3 separate regions of the Anser cygnoides genome follow, and regions 2 and 3 are each linked to region 1. The links are chromatin contacts, called in public Hi-C maps. All regions are on one chromosome and are shown on one strand. Each heading gives the region's core, a stretch centred on a gene start, on an enhancer-like site or on the middle of the called end of the contact. The rest is flanking DNA. Distances are from core to core; before and after follow the strand shown. Region 1 holds the start of SLC38A9 (solute carrier family 38 member 9). Region 2 holds the start of IL6ST (interleukin 6 cytokine family signal transducer). Region 3 holds the start of DHX29 (DExH-box helicase 29).

Evidence for each region. A called contact is a pair of places that touch in the nucleus more often than the background predicts.
Region 2: a contact with region 1 is called in a Hi-C map of liver, with 10 times the contacts expected there. The contact joins the promoter of IL6ST here to the promoter of SLC38A9 in region 1. A contact is called at or near these places in 2 of 7 Hi-C or Micro-C datasets (both in liver).
Region 3: a contact with region 1 is called in a Hi-C map of liver, with 12 times the contacts expected there. The contact joins the promoter of DHX29 here to the promoter of SLC38A9 in region 1. A contact is called at or near these places in 2 of 7 Hi-C or Micro-C datasets (both in liver).

Annotation. Positions count from the first base shown.
Region 1 is chrZ:72,426,702-72,430,417 of Taihu_goose_T2T_genome, reverse strand. It overlaps SLC38A9 (solute carrier family 38 member 9), which reads left to right and starts at 2,003. Exons shown (of 15, transcript XM_066987986.1): 1 at 2,003-2,158.
Region 2 is chrZ:72,562,277-72,566,303 of Taihu_goose_T2T_genome, reverse strand. It overlaps IL6ST (interleukin 6 cytokine family signal transducer), which reads left to right and starts at 2,067. Exons shown (of 16, transcript XM_066988860.1): 1 at 2,067-2,211. It overlaps LOC106035612 (a long non-coding RNA gene), which reads right to left and starts at 1,984. Exons shown (of 5, transcript XR_010827941.1): 1 at 758-1,984.
Region 3 is chrZ:72,249,398-72,253,287 of Taihu_goose_T2T_genome, reverse strand. DHX29 (DExH-box helicase 29) reads left to right here and starts at 1,802. Exons shown (of 27, transcript XM_048049427.2): 1 at 1,802-1,991; 2 at 3,274-3,353. The coding sequence starts at 1,802. MTREX (Mtr4 exosome RNA helicase) reads right to left here and starts at 1,846. Exons shown (of 27, transcript XM_066988915.1): 1 at 1,593-1,846; 2 at 1,215-1,346. The coding sequence starts at 1,846.

The DNA of each region.
Region 1 (3,716 bases), core at 754-3,253:
AATCAATAGGTGATTCAACATAGTGCTTCACAGAACTCTTTTTAATAGCTATATTTAATATCTCTCTTTGTCTTACAGATGTATCAAGAGGTACTAAATGAATTTAAGTTCCCATTTTCCTAGACACTACCCAGACATGAAGCAAAAGACATGCTTTGCCCAGAAGGTTATGTGTCACCAGAACAGATAGCCCTAACACAAATACTGCAAGGCAGTTATGGAATGCACTTCTGTAAAGTCAGCTGTTGGCAGCATTTTTTATGAGGGGGCAGGGGAGTCACTACACTTCTCTTAGGCTTGCTTGCTGGCAAATCAATTGTTGCAATAAAACATTTTTCCTAGCATAACTCAATGACTAATTAATGACCAAGAATGCAACCATGTATCTTCTATGGTTATAACTATCTAAGTCTTTCATAGCACAGGACATAGTAGGCAGCCTTGCAAGAGTAAGACTAGCTTCTCGCATGCTGGAAAAGTTACATCTCTGCTTCTGTGTGTTTTAGTTTTATTCACTTCATAGTGCCAGCATGCAGTGTTCGCATTGCATTTCAGACTCAAGTGCATCAGGAGCCTGGACTTCCTGACTCCCTGACCAAAATCTTCAAATATCCAGAAGGTGCATTCTAAGGGTGGCTCAGGTGCAAAAGATGACAGTGAGTTTTCTGCATTACACACAGTAGAAGTTTTGGTCTGACTCAGCTTGCATGCATGCAGCCGAATTTCAGGGCGATGATGGGTGGTGGTAGTCTCTGCTGCCTCATTTCCTCCTGCGGTCTGAAATTCAGATTATGCAGCAGTTTTCTCACAGGAATAGTCCTGCTGCTTAGCCATGCAATCTGTCTTGGGCTGTGCTTGAGGAAGGAGTACAGGCTGGGACTGGTGTCTAGCTTGTTTTGAAATATCTTTCTCACGTGGGGAAGCTATCTCTGCTGTCTTCCTTACATGCAATGCAATTCAGCAGTTTCCCTTACCGTGAGCTATAAAAATCCCTACAGTTTTACTTTAACCAGTGTCTGAACTATGAAAAGGACATATTCCCAACTTGATTTAACTAGGAGCAACAACAACAAAGGGATTTTAAAACAATGATAGCCTCACGTAGGTGTGTTTGATTGCCAAGCATAAAAGGCTCTGGTAAATCCAGGCACAAGGCATCTCTCCTGCAAGACACTTTGATTCCATTTTCCAGAAACCATTGTGTGATTTGCCAATGTAGTTCAGACCTGCCCTATTACGGATCTGCTGTACCACAGTAAATCCCTCATAGTGCAAAATGGTGTTTTGTAGTGGAGAAGCAGCAGAATTATTTCTGTTCCCTGCTCTGGAGGAAAACTGAAGCTCCTGACTCTTTACCCCTTTGCAGCTGGGACAGTTATTTTCTTCCCTTCAGAACAGTGAATTTCTATGAGCACTAGTGCTATATTATATATAACCATTGTGTTTTGAATCAGTATTAAATGTACCTGTCTCTCTGTTTCCTTATTTTCCAACTGATTTAGTGTAGGACTTGTTAGTGTTAGGTCAGAGGCTGGACTTGGTGATCTTGGAGGTCTCTTCCAACCTAGATGATTCGATGGTTCTGTGAATTAAAAGACTACACAAGCTATCAGCCTCCCTATTTTCTTCAAGGTTTCCTCGTTTTTCTCCCAGCTTTGGGACTACCCTAGCAATGGACACCTGACCAATTGTCACTAACAAGTCCAATTCTTTTTTTCAGGGCTGTTTGGTACCTGCACGTGCATCCATACCTCGCTTACCCGAGAAGGCAGCCAGGCGCAGGACACGTTTAGTTACACACAGCACGTGTCCCCAACGGCAGCGGCAGGCCTGCTGCGGGCAGAGGCGCTCGGGTAGCAGCCACGGCGCTGCCTTTGCCCAGGAGGGGCAGCCACGGGGCCGCCACCCCGCAGGGCGCTCGCAGCCGGACCCGGCGCGCTGCTGCCGCTCCCCGGCCGGCACCGCCGCCAGCCGGCGGGGATCTGCCAGCGCCGCCCCGCTGCCGGCACCGCCCCGCTCCCTCCTCCCGGCCGCGCTCGGGCGGCTCCGCCGCGGGCCCGCCTGCGGAACTGCGCGGCCCGGCACGCCGGGAGGCTCAGCCCGCCTCCGGCCCGGCCCGGCCCGGCCCGCTGCCCGCCGCGGAGCGCCGCCGCCGCAGGTAGGGGAGCGGCGCCGAGCCGGGGCCGTCGGGAGAGCGGGAGCGGCGGGTGCCGGCCGGCCGAGAGCCGCGGCCCGGCGTGCCCGGTGTGCCGGGAGGAGGGCGGGCGGCGTGGGGGTCGCGGGGGAGCCGCCCGGCCGCGGCCCGGCTCCAGCGCGAAGCCCGCGGAGGAGAAACGTAACCGAGCAGCGGGCGTTGTGGTGGGCATGGAGGCCTCTGGGGGGATTCGTAAATCCTGGAAAAGCTTAAATCAGCCCTAACGAGCCCGTGGGCCCCCGTCCCTTTTAAAGGGTGGTGGGAAAAACGTAGATCAAGGACGAAGGCGCTAACGTTGTTTGCATTCCTATACCTGTGTCTTTAGAATTCACGCAAACACCTATATGCAAGTAACAAAGGCTTTAATTGTTGAAGACAAGTTATCGTTCCATTTCTTTTTAATTTTACGTAGGTATCATCTGTCAGTGGTTCTGCCCAAGGTACGCAGGAGGTCAACAACAGTACAGTTTGTATCGACAAGAGTGCTTTTTACCAAAGCAGTTATTAATTTACACTTGTTATGCATTTTAATCATCTTCAACCAATACAGATCTAGGAGAGTATGGACAAGCTAACTTGTGGCAAGCTGTGCCAGTTTTAAGGGGCTCTGAGTGTATGCTAATAGTCTTAGAAGCAGTATAGCATTCTTCAGTCCCTTTCAAGCTAGGGCCTATTGCCCCAGAAAAGGAACCAAGAAACTCTTCTGTATAACTTTGAAGTTCCTGTTTTTCGCTGTACAACGTGCTTATTTCTCACAGTTTCTATGTGCATAGCCTGCAGTTTACTTTAGATTTGTGCCATGACCTTTATTCATCCATTCATCAGTTCAGAATTTAAGAGAAGACCATGTCACGCCAAGTAGAACTTTTAAAAGTCATTTTCCTTATTTGAAGTAAATACTTGTATTAGTGGATTGTAGTATTTAAATCATGATTGTGAGGTGGGGTTATAAGAGTAATGGCTTTAAATAAGCATGAAACAGGTTAACTTGTCACAGTTTGATTTGTGAAATCTAGTTGTCAGGGAGCTATACTTAAAGGAACCACTAGATATCTCAAAGCAAAGGAAACTACTGCTGTGCATAACCATAAGAACAGTTTTTGGTGGCAAAATTGCTTCTGTAAGGCTTTAGTTGTAATTAAGCAAGTTAAAAAATAACAAGTTAAAGTTGATTTAAGTCTCTGATAATTTAAGATGCATGACTTCCAAATTAAGAATTAAGGCTTTGTTTGTGATGGCTTGTCCATTGGGTCTCCTTTCTACACAAAGAAACTGTTGCAGAACCAGTGCTAGCATCTGTGTAGCAACTTCACCTTTATTGACGTGGAGCTGTTGGATAAATAGCTCTCAGAGCTGCAGATGCTGTTTTGCCAGTATTTCCAGCTGCGCTGGCACCCCTGATGGCACCCTGGAGGCTGTGATAGTAGTTCCCCTCTCTGCCTTCTTCCACCTGACCTCCATGAAGAGTTCTTTGGTGAACAGCAGTCCTACAAACCAGCAAAGCACAGTCTGTGCTTGTGGG
Region 2 (4,027 bases), core at 818-3,317, 140 kb before region 1:
GGTTCTGAAGGGGAGATAAGGTATATAGGCGAGGATGCCATCATTAACTTTGAAACCTGTAGAAAATCATTGGGAAAGCAAATCTTAAAAGAGATCACACAATACTGAATACCACTACTAACTTGTTACTCTATTAATCGCGATTTGTACCAATACAAAAAAAAAAAAAGTACAATTGCAAACAAATTGTTCGTCTGTGCAACTTCAACAATGTGGAAATCATTTCACACCAAGTCTATAAATCGCCTGTGAAATATACCAGTTCTTGCTTATTTGGGGAGTTACAATTTATGTCAAGTGAGGCCTGATACGGGATTGCATTTGAAGTGTGTGGGGGGTGTTGTTCTACAAGTTCTGGAAATAAATCAAGAGTTGCTTCAGGCTATCAGATTTCGGAATGGGAATGTCACAAGAGGCTTTCTGTTGGCTAGGGGAAAAGGGGAGACTTGAGCCTCTACTCCTGGAAAGTCTATTTACCAGCAGAACTGTAATGATCTTACAGGACAGAGGATATGCTGGAACAAGAAAGAAAAAAATACAGTATTATTGCTGTCCTTCTAATTTGAGTCTGTTTCCACTTAACCTTTCATTGCCAAACATAGACTTATTTGTTTTATTTTATTTTTGGAGTATTCTGAGGCAGGGATATCCATAAAGATACTAATTTAAATATCTACAAAGATACTAATACAGAACGCCTACTAATTACACATGATTCTCACATCACCACAAGCACAAACACATCTGGAACCACAACCTGAAGAGAAAGCAGAAAGTGACAAATCTTAACGCCGAAGTACTTTTCTTCATAATGAACAAACTGTGCAACGTTGCGCAGAGGTCACTTGTCCTGATACTTTAGGAAGGGTATGAACACCCAAAAGCCTGCATGAGGAGATGGAAATTCGGTTAAGTGCAAAGACAACCAACGGGAGAAACAGCGACACTACAGGTATATGAGGTTGCTAGAAAGTGTGCCAGCTGCGGATAGGGAGGTGAAGTAATCAGTTTAAACTGCGGGTTACATAAGTACCTATCAGAAATGACTTAAGGATAGCTGATTTTGTCTTGAGGAAAGGTGGAGGAGCTAAATGACCCCTTGAGCGCCCTTCCAGCTTTACTTTCTGCTGCATATGAAATGTACAACAGCCACAGCGTTAATAACAGTGATGTTCCTGCTGAGGGTAGTAAACCATTTCAGAACATAAAACTAAGACCGGTATTAAATCTGTTTAAAGTTTCAACCTGTGAGAACATGTGAACACGTCAGAAAAAGGTTATCTCCCGCTATCCTTCCTCAAAGTTCTTAATCTTTTCTCATTAGCAGCTCATGCCAGCCAGCATTTGAGACAAGGTATTGCTGTAGTTACCCTACTTGTCAGGCCAATCCGCATACTCCCCGAACGACGTGACTAAAAGCGTATTATAATCCACTCAGGCCCAAAAGTTGTCGAAGAAATACACAGGCACAAGGCTAGAGCCGTGTGGCGAGAAGGAGCTCTGGCATGCATCATGGACGTCTGGTACGCTCCTGGGTAGAAATGGCTTAGTTTGAGGCTCTCGGCAAGGCGTAAAGTTGTGGCTGTGGCACTGAAAATCGTGGCTGCGGCATTTAAATGTCTTTTTTTCTCGCTTTGGAAGGGGAGAAGAATGACCCGGGCTCGGGAGGGCAGCCCGCAGCCCCCGCCCGCCCCGCTGACGGGAGCCATTTTTGGATCCGCCGACCTGAGGAAAATCCCCGGGGTCACCCCGACGCTCCCCGGCCCCACACCGGCCGGAGGACCTCTTCCAACCACCCCAAGCAGCCGCCCGCACCGTTTACGGGGACCTTCACCGACCCACGGGCTCCCCGTGCCCGGCTGGGTGCCCGCGGCCCCTCGGGACGCCCCTCAGCGGCGCCCGCCCCTCACAGCCCCCCCCTCCCCTCCGCCCTTCCCGGGCTCCTGGCAGCGGCGGGCGCGTTACGGGAAGCTCCGCCCCCTTGTCCCCCCCCCACCCCCCCCCCTCCCCCCTCCCTCCCCGCGGCGTCACGCGCCCCCCGCGCCAATGGCGGCGCGCGCCGGGGAGGGGCGGGGGCGCGCGCGCGCGCGAGCGCAGCGTAACGGGCGGCGGGGCCGCGCTCGCGCCGCGTAACGGGCGGCGGGGCGATGCCGGCGCGCGGCCGGGCCGTTATTTAGGGGCGCGCGGCGGGGCGGCGGCGGCCGGCGGCAGGTAACGGCTGGGCGGGGGGGGGGGGGAGGAGGAGCGGGCACCCACACACCGGGGCCGCGCCGCGGGGGCGGCCGGGCGAGGCTCCGGGCTGAGGCGCCGCCGTGGGGGTGTGGTGCGGTGCGGCGCGGCGCGGCTGTTGTGGGGACGGGGAACGGCGGGGTGAGGGGGGCACGGGGGGCACAGCGCCCGCAGCCCGCCGCCGGGCCCCGCGGAGGGTCTGCTCTGCGGGAGCGGCGTGCCCGGCTGGTTGGGGGGGTGGGAGGGAGGCACAAAGGAGAGCGGCTCGGCAGGCGGGCTGGCGGCGGCCGGGAGAGGGGTTCGTCCCGTCACGGAGCGGGCGAGGCTGGGAGGGACCCCCCGGGGGCCGCCTCAGGGACACCCCCGCCTCCCCCCCCGGGGCATCGCCGCGGGGACCCGTAGAAGGAGACTGCGCAGCCTCTCTGGGCGAGATCCGTGTTCCAGGCTGTCTGGGTGGCTGCTTGCTGCTGCTGAGGTCTCTCTGGAAGAGCAACCTGCTGGGGGAATGATGTGGCGCTGTGGTTTTGTCGCCGGGGAGGGGGAAAAATAAAGGTCTGCAAAGTGAAGAGGTCAGACGCGTTGGGAAGCGAAGAATTTTTTTTTTTTTAATCCTCTCTGCCCTTATAGGACGTAAAAGTAGTTACGCTTCTCTTCCTAAACGCTGTTGCTTGCTGAGGAATAATGAAATATAAAAGGTATCATCTGCTGAAAGCGAGTGATTTCTGAATTTAACCAGCTTAATAATTTGAGTGTTGGTATATTGCAATAGGAAAGTGAGAGAGGGAGAGCACAGGAGGACATACACTCCACGAACCTCCTGGATTTCTTGTTGGTGATGGTAACCTCTTTCTCCAAGTGCTAGAGGAGCCAAGGAGGAGAAGTGCTCTATGGACCTCGTACTCCTCAGCAGTGAGGAGCCTGTTGGGAATGTGAAGGTCAAAGGCAGCCTTGGCCGCAGTGCCCATGAGATGGTGAATTCAAGATCCCTGGGTCAGGAAGGAGGGTGGAAATCAACCTCCCCACCTGGACTTCAGGAGGGCAGACTTGGGCCTCTTTAAGGATCTGCATGGAAAAATGCCTTTGGAAAAGGCACTGGAGGGAAGAGGGGCCCGAGAAGGCTGATTAATACTCAAGGATCACCTTCTCCAAGCTTAAGAGCAGTGTATTCCAATAAAGAGGAAGTCAAGCAAAAATGCCAGGAGGCCTGTGTGGATTAACAAGGAGTTCCTGGCAAAATTCAAACATTGTAAGGAGGCATACAGAGAGTGGAAGAAAGGATGGGGAACCTGGGAGGAATATGGAGACATTGTTTAAGCATCAGGGTGTTGGGTTAGGAAAGCTAAAGCTCAAACAGAATTGAGTCTGGCCAGGGATGTCAGGACAGGGCTTATAGAGGCTAAAGGCTTCTGTAAGTACATTGGTGACAAAAGGAAGACTAGGGGAAACGTGGACCTTCACTTCACTGTGACCTTTGGCACTGACCCCATAAGATCCATATAGGCAAGCTGTTGTATGGGCTGGATGGGCGGACAGTGAGGTGGGTTAAAAACCGGCAGAACAGCCAGCCCAGAGGGTAGTGTCAGTGCTACAAAGGTTGGTTGGATGCCACAGGTCGATATTGGGTCTGTATGCGTTTAACATCTTCGTTAATGGCCTGGATGATGGGGCAGAGCGTAGCCTCAGCAAGCTTGCAGATGACCCAAAACTGGTAAACTGGCAGAAGTGGTAAATATGCCAGAGGGTCATCCTCTCTTCCAGAGGGATCTCAACAGGCTGGAAAGGTGGGCTGACACGAACC
Region 3 (3,890 bases), core at 553-3,052, 180 kb after region 1:
GACAAGAACCCTCTTTTTCTTTATCCTTCTTTCATGGCCACAAGCAGCTAGTGTCTCACGGCATAAAACAGTCGTTTTCTCATGCGGTATTTACATACTTCAGTAAGCTATAATAGACAAGTACACATTTTATTGAGACCACTCACATAAAAACTAACTTAAAATGGTAACTCTGGTTCTGCTTTGCTTCTGTACAAGTACTCTATGATTGCAATGTTCTGAAAAGTCTTCTCATGACTGTTCTCACAGAAAATTTTATCTTGAACTTGAGAAAAAAATGACCACTTAAGAGCAATGAATTCTGTCTGACAGAAGCGATATGTCACCCAGAGAAAGGTACAAGAACTCAGCAAGCACACACTTTTTACTTCTGTAGTTGAGTCTTCTACATCTTGAACTAGGAGGTACACATCTGTATTTGGTAGTTCCGCATGAAGTTTTATTCCATGAACTTATCTAATTGTTTCTGAACCAACAGCAACGTCCAAGTTCCCAACAATCTCTTAAGACAGACTACGCTGACAAAGTTCCTGCACTGTCCCTTCAATCTATTTTTTCACAACCCTCATAATACCTGTCAGGAGGTTCTAGAAAGAAAACAGACAGGCGCACAGATCCTAAGGCACAAAAATGGCACTCTAGCTACCCTTCGGTTGCCTCATCTCCCCAGCTTTCAACATGTCCAAGCTTTCCCTCTTCTCCATGTCAGGTACCTGCCATTTGTGTTCAAATTTAAAAGAACGTCTACACTTCTATCACAAATACGTCCTGCAATTATAATCTTACACGCCTCAAAAGTCTTTTTTTCTGTCCCTCTCGTCAAGTTCATATTCCTGTATCCGAAGCTGATTATGTCTTCCAGTGAGGTGGAAGGAGGCCTGCCTCCTCACTGCTTACTGCTTGCCACAGGCCTGAAACAAGCACAACGCCTTCGACCAACAGCCCCTGATCCACGTGCAGTAACAACACACAAACGTTGCATAATGGTTAACTACTGCTTTGCAATATTATTTTAAACCCCTCCAGTGCTCATCACTGGTGAAGCTGTACTACTAGCACATCCTCACATAAGTAAAGTTAATAAAAAACGAATAGGCAAATCCACCTTCACACAAAAACACTGCGAGGCTACATACGCTGACTATTCACGGGTGTTGTTCAGCTAACAAGTACACCCGGCTATAATTCCCTCACACAGCAGGCTGCATACTTACTTTGTGTCTTCTGATACAACGTCTTCCAATTTTGGTTTCTTTCCTGAAACCGCATCTTCTGTACTATTGACCTCGGCTTCCCTTTTGGCCTTCCCTGGCGCAGCCCCTGACGGCGCCTCCTCCGATCGCTTTCTGCGAACACACACACACACAGAGCACCCTCAGGCCTGCCTTTTACGAGCACATTTCCACAAAACCAGCCGGTGTCCGCCCCGCCGCCCCGGGAAGCCCCCCCCCGAGGAGCCACCACGCGTTTCCAAGTCACCTCCCGGCCGCCCCGTGCCCCGCGGGGTGCCCGGCGTTGGGGCCGGAGCAGCACCGCCGCCCCGCTCCGGGGGTGCCCAGCGACCCCCGCCGCCCCCCTCCGGCCCCGCTCACCCCGTCCTCCTGGCGGCCTCGGCGGCGGCCGCCTTGCTCTTGGCGGCGGCCGGCTCCGCCTCGAACACGCTGAAGAGCTCGTCCCCGAACGCGTCCGCCATCTTCCCCCCGCTCCGCTCCGCTCCGCCCCGCCCCGCGCCCGTCCCTTTCCCTTCCTGCCTGCCCCCGGGCCTCGGCCGGTTCCGGATCCGCTGCGGGCACGGAGCGCCATGGGCGGCCGCAACAAGAAGCACCGCGCTGGGGGCTCGGCCCATGCCGCCTCCACCGCCGCCGCCGCCACCGCCGCCGCCCGGGCGCGGGCCGCCGCCGAGGCCGGTGCTGCCGCTGCCGCTGAGGCGTCGGGCGGCCGAGCGGCCCCGCGGCCGCCGCCCGCCTGCAAGGAGCCTCGCGTCAAGCAAGGTGAGGCGGAGCGGGTTTTGGGGCTGGGGGTCGTAACGAGGTGTGGGTTTCAGGGAGAAACACGGAGTTGAGCGGGGCTGGGTGAGCGGCGGGGCCCGGAGGTGTCCGGGGAGGCTGGGCTGCCTGTAACGCCAGCCGGTGCGGCGGGCTGTAGGCGAGCTGGGCAGCGGTCGGGTCAGGCCATCCCATATCCCAGCTTGTTAACATGAAGTCCTGCAGTCCCTCGCCCCGTATTTTAAACTTCTGAGCCACTTAACTATGCTTTTCCAAATCTGGGCTCTGATACCTGTGTTTCCATGTCTCCCGCACCTCCAACACCACAGTACTTAGTTATTTACAGAAGCTGTCCAGCACGGGTGAGTCGTCCTGCTGAGGAGCTGGGGGGCAGCAGCACCTCAAGGAGCACCCTGCTTCCCTCTCCGGAGTGCCGTGCGGTCTGGCAGGCTGCTGAAAGCTCCGAGGCTGCTCAGCTCCTTTCTGTCTGCACCATACCAAGAACAGCGCTTGCATTCTCAAAAGGAACAGCATCTAGAATCAAGCTGGCTGTTGTGAGAAGCTAAACAATTTCAGTGATGATAAGTAGCATTGTGAACAGATATTTTTCCACTAACAGCTGCTAAATGAAAAGTAAGAACGACTGTAGCAGGTTAGACCACAGACCTGTGTAACCCAGTACCTTCCCCTAGACTGGGTCCAAATGCAGGTACCCAGGTGGGGACAGACCAGACATGCAGTGATACTTTCAGAGAGTACATCCTTCTCCAGTTGTGGCTAAAGGACTTGCTGAGCCATGTAGTATTTCTATTCAATATCCTTCCAAAAAAAAAAAAAAAAAGATTTCATTGTGCAAAACCATCCTGCTTCCTCTTGGGCTTAGACAAATGTCCTATACCCACAGCTTCAGTGGCAGAGCTGTGCTATGGAGCTGTGCATTTTGTAATTAAAACAAACAAACCATCACTCTTGCTTGCTTTGAACTTGCCATTAGCTTCCCTGTTTGGGGAGTATTATTCCCTGCTCTTGTATGGATAGTAGTCTGTCAATCATTTTTCCTCATTGTGCCACTCAGGATTTTATATTTTGTCTCCTGAGTCATTCGTTTCTTTACCACTCATTGGTAAATGGCCTTTCCACACCATTTAGTGTTCTTATTGTTCTTACGTGTATGCATGTTACTGGCATATTGGTGTAATACTTGCCTCATGTTGGATCTGCTTTAAAAACCATAAAGAGTGTTCTCTGCACTCTGCGTATGTAATTGATGGTTGTTTGCAATTTGCAGGTCCAAAAACTTACAGTTTTAGTTCACCAGTAGATTCCAGTGCTGCTGCTGCTGCAAATCTAGATAAGTCTGTTCTTAAGGTGAGTATCTTCTTTAGGTAAAAGAACGTTGTGATTCATGATACTCTTTTACCTGAGTAAATATTTCTTCAGCTATATGTGTTACGTTACACCTATGAACTACGTTCATGTGTTAGACCTTGTCTCTTGAGCTTGAGCTGTTTGGGGTTCTGAGTGTGCTTTGAGAAATGGGATAAAGCAGTAGGGTGGAACATCTGTTTTTAAGTAACAAATTATACATTACATGCAGGGCTGTGAAGAGCAGTGTTTGGGCTTCTGTTGTGCACGTATGTATTTCTTCATGTCAGAGGAAGAATACAGATTTTACATGGCACTCTCAGTGACAACTAAAGCTTCATCCATGTTTTAGAGATGTTAAGAATACTAAAATTTTGTCTGGATTTTTTTTCCTAATCCAGATAAGAAGGAGAGTCTCACAGGATTGTCTTAATGATCAAATTATTTTAGATTAGTGAGCTGAGAAGAGAGGCCTTGTTCTTTCCAGTAAATTATTTTTTTAAATTACTTTTTCCTTACATTATGTCAAGGGAATTCCTG